Linked DNA regions of Sus scrofa: regions 2 and 3 are each linked to region 1. A link is a contact called in public Hi-C and HiChIP or PLAC-seq data. All regions are on one chromosome and are shown on one strand. The core of a region is the stretch at or near the end of the contact, and the rest is flanking DNA. Distances in the headings are between cores, read along the strand shown. Region 1 holds the start of LOC110259833 (kinesin-like protein KIF19). Region 2 holds the start of LOC110259834 (proline-rich protein 36-like). Region 3 holds the start of TTYH3 (protein tweety homolog 3).

Region 1 (3,112 bases), core at 460-2,959:
GGACCAGGGACGCTTCCAAAGCCTGCTGATCGCTCAGCTTCTGAGCTGGTTTCTAAGGAGCAGGCGTCCTTGGCAACGTGGCAGCGGGCGACCACCCAGGCCCTTTCGTCAGGGTACACTCGACCCCCCCCCACCCTGCCCCCGGCCTGCCTAGCCACTCTGGCCCCTCAGACCCCGTCCTGGCTGCGAGAAGCTGGTCCTCAAGCGGACACCCCGACTTCCGCTTTAGGGCACCTCCTCCCCCTGGAGACCCCACCTCTCCCACCTCCTCTCTGTGAGCTCAAACGTCTCATCAGAGGCGCTTTGCAACCGCCTCGGTCCGCTTTATTCCCCTCTGTGCCTCAACTCCCAGCAGCACACTTTCGTCTCTTGTTTGATGTCCTCCCCACCCACCCCCGACCCCACACTAGGAAGGGAGCGGGGCCAGGGCTGGGGCCGGGGCCCTGGATCCCCTCTCGGCTCCATCCCGGCGTCTGGAACGTGCCTTGAGCACGATGTTAATTTTTCTGGAAGGAAGGGAGGGAGGCGAGCACTTGCGGGCGAGCAACTCCGTGACCCCGAGACACCGCCTCACCTGGTCCCCCATCTTGTGGGCGATGACAGTGGCCCCTTCCTCCAGTTCCGCGTCATTGAGCGGGCGGATCCGAAGCGCCACCTGTGGGCAGGACACCGCGGCAGCTGCCTTCCGGGCTGGGGAGGGAGCTCCCCCTCCTTCTAGCGCAGAGACCCCGGCCCGACCTCCCACGAGCCTTCCACTCCTGGTGAGATAGTCAAGGCCCCTGATCCCCGGGCCCCCCAGGTGCTAACTTCCTTACGCAGCCTCAGGAACAAGAAGAGCACTGTGGTCAAGTGACCCTCCTCGGTCTGAAGGGAGAGACTTCAGCACAGAGAGGCGAAGTCATTTGCCTAAGGTCACACAGCTGCTAAGGCATCTCACCACCTCGCCGGCTTTTTTGCCCACTGCCCGAGGAACCCAAACCTTCTTGCAGGCTGTGAGCATTTCTGAGCAAAAGCTGCTTTTTCAAGTAGGAAATCCCTGCACTCTGCTTCCCACCTGCCCCCTCTCCGAGGGGCCCTCTGGGACCACGCTGCCCCAGCCTCCAGTCCACCTTGGTCATGGGTGAGCTGCCCCTGAAATCCAGCGCTACGCTTTTGGGCCCTGCTGTCCCGTCTGTGAGGTGGAGAAAGTTCCTCCGGACGGGCTCTCTGTACCCAGCCCACCGTACGGGCAAGTCTTTGGCCTCAGCCCATCCCATGTCACCCCGGAGAAGGGTCTGCTCAGGCCTCGGGGGGCCTTGATTGGGCTGGAGTGGGGGTTCCATTCATCCTGGCCGGGGATCGTGGTCCAGGCCCCAAGCTCCCTGGGGAGTGAGATTCAGAGGGCAGGAGGGCCCTAGGGCCCCTTGAGGGAAGGCTCAGCGGAGCGGGGCTGGGCCCTGGACAGGGACCCAGGCCAACAGGAGACCCGCCTGACCTGTGACACGCAGGCGTGGGGTGCAGTGGGTCAGGAGGCCAGGGCGGGGAGGCGGCAGCCCCGGGACACGCAGCCCGGCGGAGCCGGCACACGAGGAGGATGCTCACCGTGAGCGGCTGGTCCTTGGGCTCCATCTCCCTCAGGGCAGGGCTGCCCCGGGCCGGGAGGGTCCGCAGCCGGGCCGGAGGGCGTGGCTGGCCAGAGAGCTCCTTCCTGGCTCCCCGCTCTCCCGGCGGGAGGCCTGTCCACACGTCAGCCCCGCCCCGCCCCGCCCCGGTGACATCAGCGGGGCCCCAGGAGCCCAGCTAGTCCTTCAGTGTCTCAGCAACTCAGGGACTGCCCAGGCGGTTGGGGTGGGCCCCCAGTCTAACGCCACGGCAACCGCAGGCCGAGCCTGCCTGAGACCTGCTCCAGGCTTGGCAGGGGAGTGGCCCACCCAAGAGGGACAGATGCCACCAGCTAACATTTAATGAGCTGATTTCCTAGGACTGCTTCTCGAAACGGAGTCATTTCCTAGGGCATTTTTAAAGCAACCTTGAAATGCCCTGCAGGTCTTTTGTCTCCGCCACACCTGGGCCCGGCTCCCATGACCCGCCGGGTGTATTTACTGCTTAAACGCTGCGCTCAGCTGTTCCACTGCGGCCTCCAGGGAAGTCCCTGCGCCGCGAACCGCTGAACCGCGCGGGCTGCATTGCCAGGTCACCCAGCTCACCGTGTGCCAGGCGACAGCAGCGCTGCTCCCGTCAGGGCCAGAGACGGTGCAAATGCAGCGAACTGTTGCTGCACCTCGATACACACCGCGGTGTGGATTCACGAAGCTCTGAGGGGAGGAATCCAACTCAGTGACCCAAACCACAGAGTGCAAGGAACCAGAGGCCACGCGTACCGGCAGGGCTGGGCCCCAGGTGGGGGTCACGATGGCTCCCCAGCGGGGCCAGCCCCGCAGAGGGACCCACCAGCCACGGTCACTTGGCTGCCTGTGGGCAGGGCTGTGCTGGTCCTGCCCATTCTCGTCCTTGGTGTCCAGGTCAACGCTGGGCTCTAGGACTTCCGGGCTGCGGGGCAGGGTACCCCGCTCATGTCCACACCCTGCCCCATGCAGGCCCGGCCTCTGACCCACCAGGAACCTGCTGGAGAGCCTGTCACCCAGTTCTAACAAGAGGGCAAGGCCCTCACATCCCGACCCCTGTGGAGACACGACGGAGACCAGGCCTGCGTGGGCCGCCAGGGCCCAGCGCCACCACTGCTCTCGCCACCACACTGGGACGCTCTGCCCCCTCCGGTGCCCCACAGTCTGGGTCAGGAAATTCCTCTACAAAGGGCCAGCCCTGGGAAAGGCGGCGCTACAGAGGAAGAGGGAACGCCAGCGCAAGTGCTTCAGAAATCCCTTTATTTTACGCCCTCTGTGAAGTTACAACCAGCCAGCTCAAGACAGTGAAAGTTGCTGTTTTGAAAGCTCTTTTAAAAACCTGTTGATGTGACAGAACCGTGTGCCTTTTCCTTCTTGCTGCCCTGGAATTAGAAAATCTAGGTCCTGGCACACTCAAGTTTAAAGGACACGAGAAGGAACAGAGTTTCTGTGATTCGGACGGGGTGTGCGGGCGCCACACGGCAGGGCTGTGAGGCACAGTGAACATT
Region 2 (2,803 bases), core at 182-2,681, 160 kb before region 1:
GAGGCCTACCACTCACCACCCAGGGAGACCTGAAGGCGGCGAGTTGGAGGAGGCATGTTCTCCCATGCGGGGTGCACAGGTGGGGAGGGGGCTGTGAGTCCCCGCTGAGGACAACCAGGCTCCCGTGGCATTGCAGGGGCACTGGGCACACGCCAGCAGCCTGGCCCAGTGGTTCAGATTTGACTGGCTTCTGAGGAAGGGGGCCCAGGATACGTAAGCTCTGAAGGGGAGACGCTGAGCACCCAGGGGTGGAGACGTTTGGGGCTCTGTGCTGCCGTGGTGCCATGGGGGGAAGAGAGTGAACTGGGGACCTTTGGGCCTAGGAGCCAAAAAAGGCGAGCGAGCCCCAGGCTTGGAATGAGAGCCAGGGGCCAAGAGGCAAAGACCCTGGCCCTCTGAGGCCCCAGCTTCCTGCCTGCATATCAGGGCAGGCACAGTGGCGTCCTGCCTCTCGAGGCTGCCACACTCCTTGGCTAACGGCCCCTTCCTGCATCCTCCTGGCCAGCAACGCAGCACCTTTAGGTCATTTTTGTTCTGACCCTGGCCCTCCTGCCTCCCTCTTTTTTTTAACTGGTTTTTTTGTTTTGTTTTGTTTTGTTTTTTCCGGTCTTTTTTGCCATTTCTTGGGCCACTCCCACGGCATATGGAGGTTCCCAGGCTAGGGGTCGAATCGGAGCTGTAGCCACTGGCCTACGCCAGAGCCACAGCAATGGGGGGATCCGAGCTGTGTCTGCAACCTTCACCACAGCTCACAGCAACGCTAGATCCTTAACCCACTGAGCAAGGGCAGGGATGGAACCCGAAACCTCATGGTTCCCAGTCGGATTCGTTAACCACTGCGCCACGACGGGAACTCCCTGCCTCCCTCTTTAAAGGACCTCTCTGAGCATCGGGCCTACCTAGATCATCCAGGATGTTCTTCCCATCTTGAGAGCCTTAATTTTCTCAGACCTGCAAAATCCTTTTGCCCCCTAAGGCGACAAAGTCATAGATCCCAGGGATTAGCCCTTGGACATCTTTGGGGGCCATTATTCTGCGTACTGTGGGAAGATCTGGAGACTATCTGAGAAAAGCATTCCAGGCAGAGTGAGCAAAGGCCCTGAGGCAGCTACACGCCCAGCATGTCCAAGCAGGGAGGTGAAGGTGACCGGAGCGGAAGCATCAAGGGGAGAGTGGTTAGAAATGAAGCAGCGGGAGTTCCCGTCGTGGCGCAGTGGTTAACGAATCCGACTAGGAACCATGAGGTTGCGGGTTCGATCCCTGCCCTTGCTCAGTGGGTTAACAATCCAGCGTTACCATGAGCTGTGGTGTAGGTTGCAGACGCGGCTCGGATCCTGCGTTGCTGTGGCTCTGGCGTAGGCTGGTGGCTACAGCTCCGATTGGACCCCTAGCCTGGGAACCTCCATATGCCGCGGGAGCGGCCCAAGAAATAGCAAAAAGACAAAAAAAAAAAAAGAAAAAGAAATGAAGCAGCGGGTGGGGACTGCCAAGGGCTTGTAGGCCTTGTAAGGACTTTGACCTTGACTCAGGGTTAGGCCACGGAGGGTCTGAGCAGACTGAAGTGACCTAACACTCACTTTAAAGGATGGCCCTGCCTGCTGAGTCAAGACAGGAGCAAGGGCAGAAGTGATGCAGGTGAGAGCCGAGGGTGGCCCAGGCCAGTGAAAAGGGACTGGGCTTGGGAAAGTGACACCAGCAGGACTTCCTGGCAGACTGCGTGTAGGCAGGGGCTTTGGGTTGAGCAGTTGACGGGGAGGTATTGTCACAAAGACACAGGATTGGGGAAGGTCCAGTGTTGGAGATGTGGAGCCCGAGGTGTTCGTGAAATAACCCAGGGAAGGTTTGGAGATGTATGGTCAGGCCACTCAAGATGGCTGTTCTCTTGCTCTCTCTACATCCGCTGCCCGACCTGTACCTGCTTCACCTGTACCCGCGCTCAGGACTGACCTACCTGCAGACCTGCGCAGGCCCCAGCTGCTGATTGTTTTTATCAGCGGGCTGTGAGGGGCGTGCCTTGCTGGTTTCTCTGCTAACTAGCGCGCTAACCTGAAGTCAATTCCGCCTATGACTGGCAGGCTCCCCTTCCTCTCTGGAGCAGAGCACTGCCACTGCCCTGTCCTGCCCACGCCCGCGGTGGTTCGTCGCTCCAGGACGTTGCTGCAGACATGTAAGCTCCCCCATCCATTAAACCACTGCCGTATGTGTCGCTGACTCCAGGCTTCCTTCAGTCTTGTAGCCAGGCGAGCACAAGGCCTTGTAGGCCTGTGGGGTGCAGCCGACAGGAGAGGTGGCGGGATGAACGCGTCTGGGATTCTGGGAGAGCACTGGGTGGAGACTGTCGGGTGGAGTCTGGCTTGGACCTGTGTTGAAAGCCACAAGCCTGGGTGACATCTCCCAGCGAGTGAGTGTGGACGAGGAGATGGCAGGGCCAAGGACCGGGCTGGGGGCCTCCAATCTGGCATTTAAGAGGTGGAGGGGTGACCAGGGAGGCCAGAGGAAGCCCAGGACAGTGGGTGTCCTGGGAGCTGTGACAGTGTCGTGGGATGAGGGACCCCAGCGGATGCTGCTGATGGCCGGGTTCCACGAGGACTAGGAAATGACCGGCCATTTGGTGACCTGGACGCCTTCAGAGAAGAACAATTCAAACGGGGGCTGGGGTGGCAGGTCTCTGAAGCAGAGAGGAAGTGGGGTGCTGTGGGAGAGCGGGGGTGGGGGGCAGAGATGGTGGGTCTGCCCAGAGGCCCCCGCGACGCTTGGTCTGGCACAGGTGAGACTCACCAGGCGGGGAGGCAGGCCCTCCAGC
Region 3 (2,825 bases), core at 93-2,592, 190 kb before region 1:
CGCCTGCCACGCTTGTGCTGGGGGCACGGGAATCACCGCAAAGCCAGGACTTGGTGACTGTGCAGTCTGCTGCCCGGCTGTTAGCCCTCAACTGGACGGTGTCCGAATCACCCGGAAGTGGAAACCACAGCAATGCAGAGGCCACTTTTCCCACGTGTCCTGTGGTTGCCTCTTTGCAGGAGGCTCACTGGGGTTCCGTGGACGTATCACAGGAAACTGGGCAAATGAGGGCAGTCGGATGAGCAGATGGACAGGCTTGGAAGGCCATGGCCCAGCGCTGTCCCTGCCTGCAAGAACCCAGCCCAGCCACAGAGCTGGCTGAGCCCAAGCATGGCAGACACCAGAGCCCTGGGTGTGGAAACCTGTTTCTCAGAGTGCAGGAGGCCCAGAAACAATGGCCCACGGCGATACCAAGCTAGAGCCAAGAGGATGCCTCTATTGCCCCTGGGCTGTGTAGAGAGGAGTGTGCTGAGGCCAGGCACCAGCGGGTTTCCAGCCTCCCCTGTCTGTCGTGGGGGTGGGGAGTCCCCATCCCTATAAGAGCCATGAGGATATTCCACTAGGAAGTGCGGCTCTGTGGCTTCGAAGTACACGCTCGGCCCTCTCTGGCAGCTGCCTGGATTTCCAGGCCCGAGGATGCCAGGAGAGAGCACAGTCTCTCTCCTAGGTCTTGACAAAAGACGCAACATTCCACAAAGGCTGCGGAGAAACGGAAATTGATCCCCACCTTCCACCCCCACTTGTACTGGGTCACACTCCGACGTTCTGAGCGCTTTACAGGTGCGGACACTGGTGCTCAGAGCTCAGGACCACAAACCTCTGGGTCACCAAGCCAGGCTCTGCCTTCGAATCACCCTTATTCTACAGACAGGCCACTGGGTCCCTTGCGGGGCGCTGCGGTCTAAGTGTGAGCCGTGCCTACAGGCGGGGTCGGGGGGCGGGCAGCGCAGCGCAGCCCCTCCAGGCAGTCCCCGCAGAAGCTCAGGGAACGTGCAACGGTAGAACCAAAGAGCGCGCGCCCAGGTGCAGGCAGGCTTCCGACCCTCGGCCTATCTGCGTTGGAAACGGCGGAGGAGCTCGCGGGCCCTCCCAGCCTTCCCTCCCGGCGCCCCACGGCGGGGCGAGGAGGGGCCTTGGTGGGCGGAGCTTCTCCCAGGATGCCAATGGAGGAGCGGGGGCGGGGACGAGGTGCGAAGGGCGGAGCCGGAGAGCGACTCGCCAATGACGACGCTGGGGCGGGACGACGGGCGGTGGGCGGGGGCGCGCGGAGGCGGCGGCGGCGGCGGCGGCCGCGGCGGCGAACAAAGAGGCGGCGGGCGCGGGCGGCCGAGCGGAGCCGAGTGCAGCCGAGCCGGGCCGAGCCGGGCCGAGCCGGGCCGGGCCAGGCCCAGGAGCGCGCGGGCGATGCGGGCCGCCAGGCCGGGGTCGGCGGGCCCCTGATCCCCGCGCCCCAGGCCAGCCAGGGAGCCCTGCGGCGGCCGCGCGCCCCAGCGGCCGGCCCGCCATGGCCGGGGTCAGCTACTCGGCGCCCTGGTGGGTGAGCCTCCTGCACCGGCTGCCCCACTTCGACCTGCACTGGGAGACCACCAGCAGCCAGTTCCGGCCCGAGGACACGGACTACCAGCAGGTAACACGGGCCCCCTGGGTTGGGGGTCAGATCCCGGGTCACAGCCCCTCCATTCCGAGGGTCGGGGCCCCCCTCCCGGCGGCTCACGATCCCCCTGACCAGGAACACGGCCCCCTCTTTCCTCAAGGTCTAAAGACTCCCAGCCCCCTCTTCCTCCGTGGGTCTTGAACCCTCCTCCCCGAGGGTGGGGGCCCTCCTCCTGGAGGATTTAAAGACCCCACCCTGCATTGAGGATTACTGCCCACTCCTCCTCGTGGGTCACAGCCCTCCTTCCGGAGAATCTCCTGGGTCAGGAGTCTCCCCTGCTGGACAGTTGAAGGACCCCCACCCCATGGAGGGCCCACAGCTCTTCTGCACATGCTAGCCTTCTCTGGAGTCACTGAGACCCTCCTCTCTGGGGTTAGGAGGGGCCACGTCACTCCCCTCCATGGAGCCCCTCTGCCACCTGTCAGTGCCTGCCAGGGCCCCTAACCAGGGGCAGCTCTTGGAGTGTTGCGCCGGGCAGAGCCCCCCACCCAGAGAACTCCAGGGCTCTGAGACCACCGCTAGTGCCTGAGCGCACTGGGTGCAGCCAGGAGGGGATCCCTTGCTCTTCACCCCCAGCCGGGGAATCCCACTCACTGCCGTGCTTTTGGGGGTGAGTGGTCTGGGTACATGCCAGCCCGCCTTGGCTGGTACTGACTCCCTCCTGGGCAGCCAGGCTGTGGGATGTACACACGGTGCCTGCCCAGAGACCTGGCGGGCTGTAGCCCTGAGGGACGGAGGCCCGGCCCTGTGGCCGCAAGATGGGCCTCAGTCTGGAAGGCTGGAGAGGGGCTGAGCCTGGGCAGGGCTGGGGGCGGTACCAACCCCTCACCGTCATCTCCCCAAGTGACCGGGGTCTCCCAGCGGAGCCCTAGGTCTGGGGTCATGCCAAGCCTCAGGGCCACCCCTGTCCCTGAGCCACAGCCATTGGAGTATAGGGCAGGGGACCAGGCTGTGGGCATTTCCGTCCTGCCTGGGGATCTGGATTCCAGAAGCCCCATGCCTGGGCTGCCCTGTCACCTAGAACACCCCTGGGTTTCTCTCTGGTGATGAACACAGAGCCCTGGGGTGGGTGGTCGTGGGTGGGGACAGCTTTGCTCGTAAGATGGCCTGGGGTCCAGTATCCATGGACTGTGTCACCCCTCACCAATTCAGGGTTCTGGCCTTCGGGGCC

Evidence for each region. A called contact is a pair of places that touch in the nucleus more often than the background predicts. HiChIP or PLAC-seq counts read pairs in DNA pulled down with a chosen protein or histone mark.
Region 2: a Hi-C map of epiblast stem cells shows a contact between it and region 1, with 2.2 times the contacts expected there. The contact joins the promoter of LOC110259834 here to the promoter of LOC110259833 in region 1. A contact is called at or near these places in 5 of 47 Hi-C or Micro-C datasets (embryonic fibroblasts, epiblast stem cells, fetal skeletal muscle and 1 more).
Region 3: an H3K27ac HiChIP or PLAC-seq map of alveolar macrophages shows a contact between it and region 1. The contact joins the promoter of TTYH3 here to the promoter of LOC110259833 in region 1. A contact is called at or near these places in 1 of 47 Hi-C or Micro-C datasets (embryonic fibroblasts) and 1 of 2 datasets of contacts at active chromatin or transcription factors (alveolar macrophages).

The regions. Positions count from the first base shown.
Region 1 is chr3:1,665,832-1,668,943 of Sscrofa11.1, reverse strand. LOC110259833 (kinesin-like protein KIF19) reads right to left here and starts at 1,709. Exons shown (of 11, transcript XM_021085993.1): 1 at 1,582-1,709; 2 at 575-655. The coding sequence starts at 1,608. It overlaps EIF3B (a long non-coding RNA gene), which reads right to left. Exons shown (of 19, transcript XR_002342196.1): 19 at 2,848-3,112.
Region 2 is chr3:1,822,964-1,825,766 of Sscrofa11.1, reverse strand. LOC110259834 (proline-rich protein 36-like) reads left to right here and starts at 1,431. Exons shown (of 2, transcript XM_021086002.1): 1 at 1,431-1,635; 2 at 1,941-2,803.
Region 3 is chr3:1,852,037-1,854,861 of Sscrofa11.1, reverse strand. TTYH3 (protein tweety homolog 3) reads left to right here and starts at 1,342. Exons shown (of 14, transcript XM_021085989.1): 1 at 1,342-1,627. The coding sequence starts at 1,505.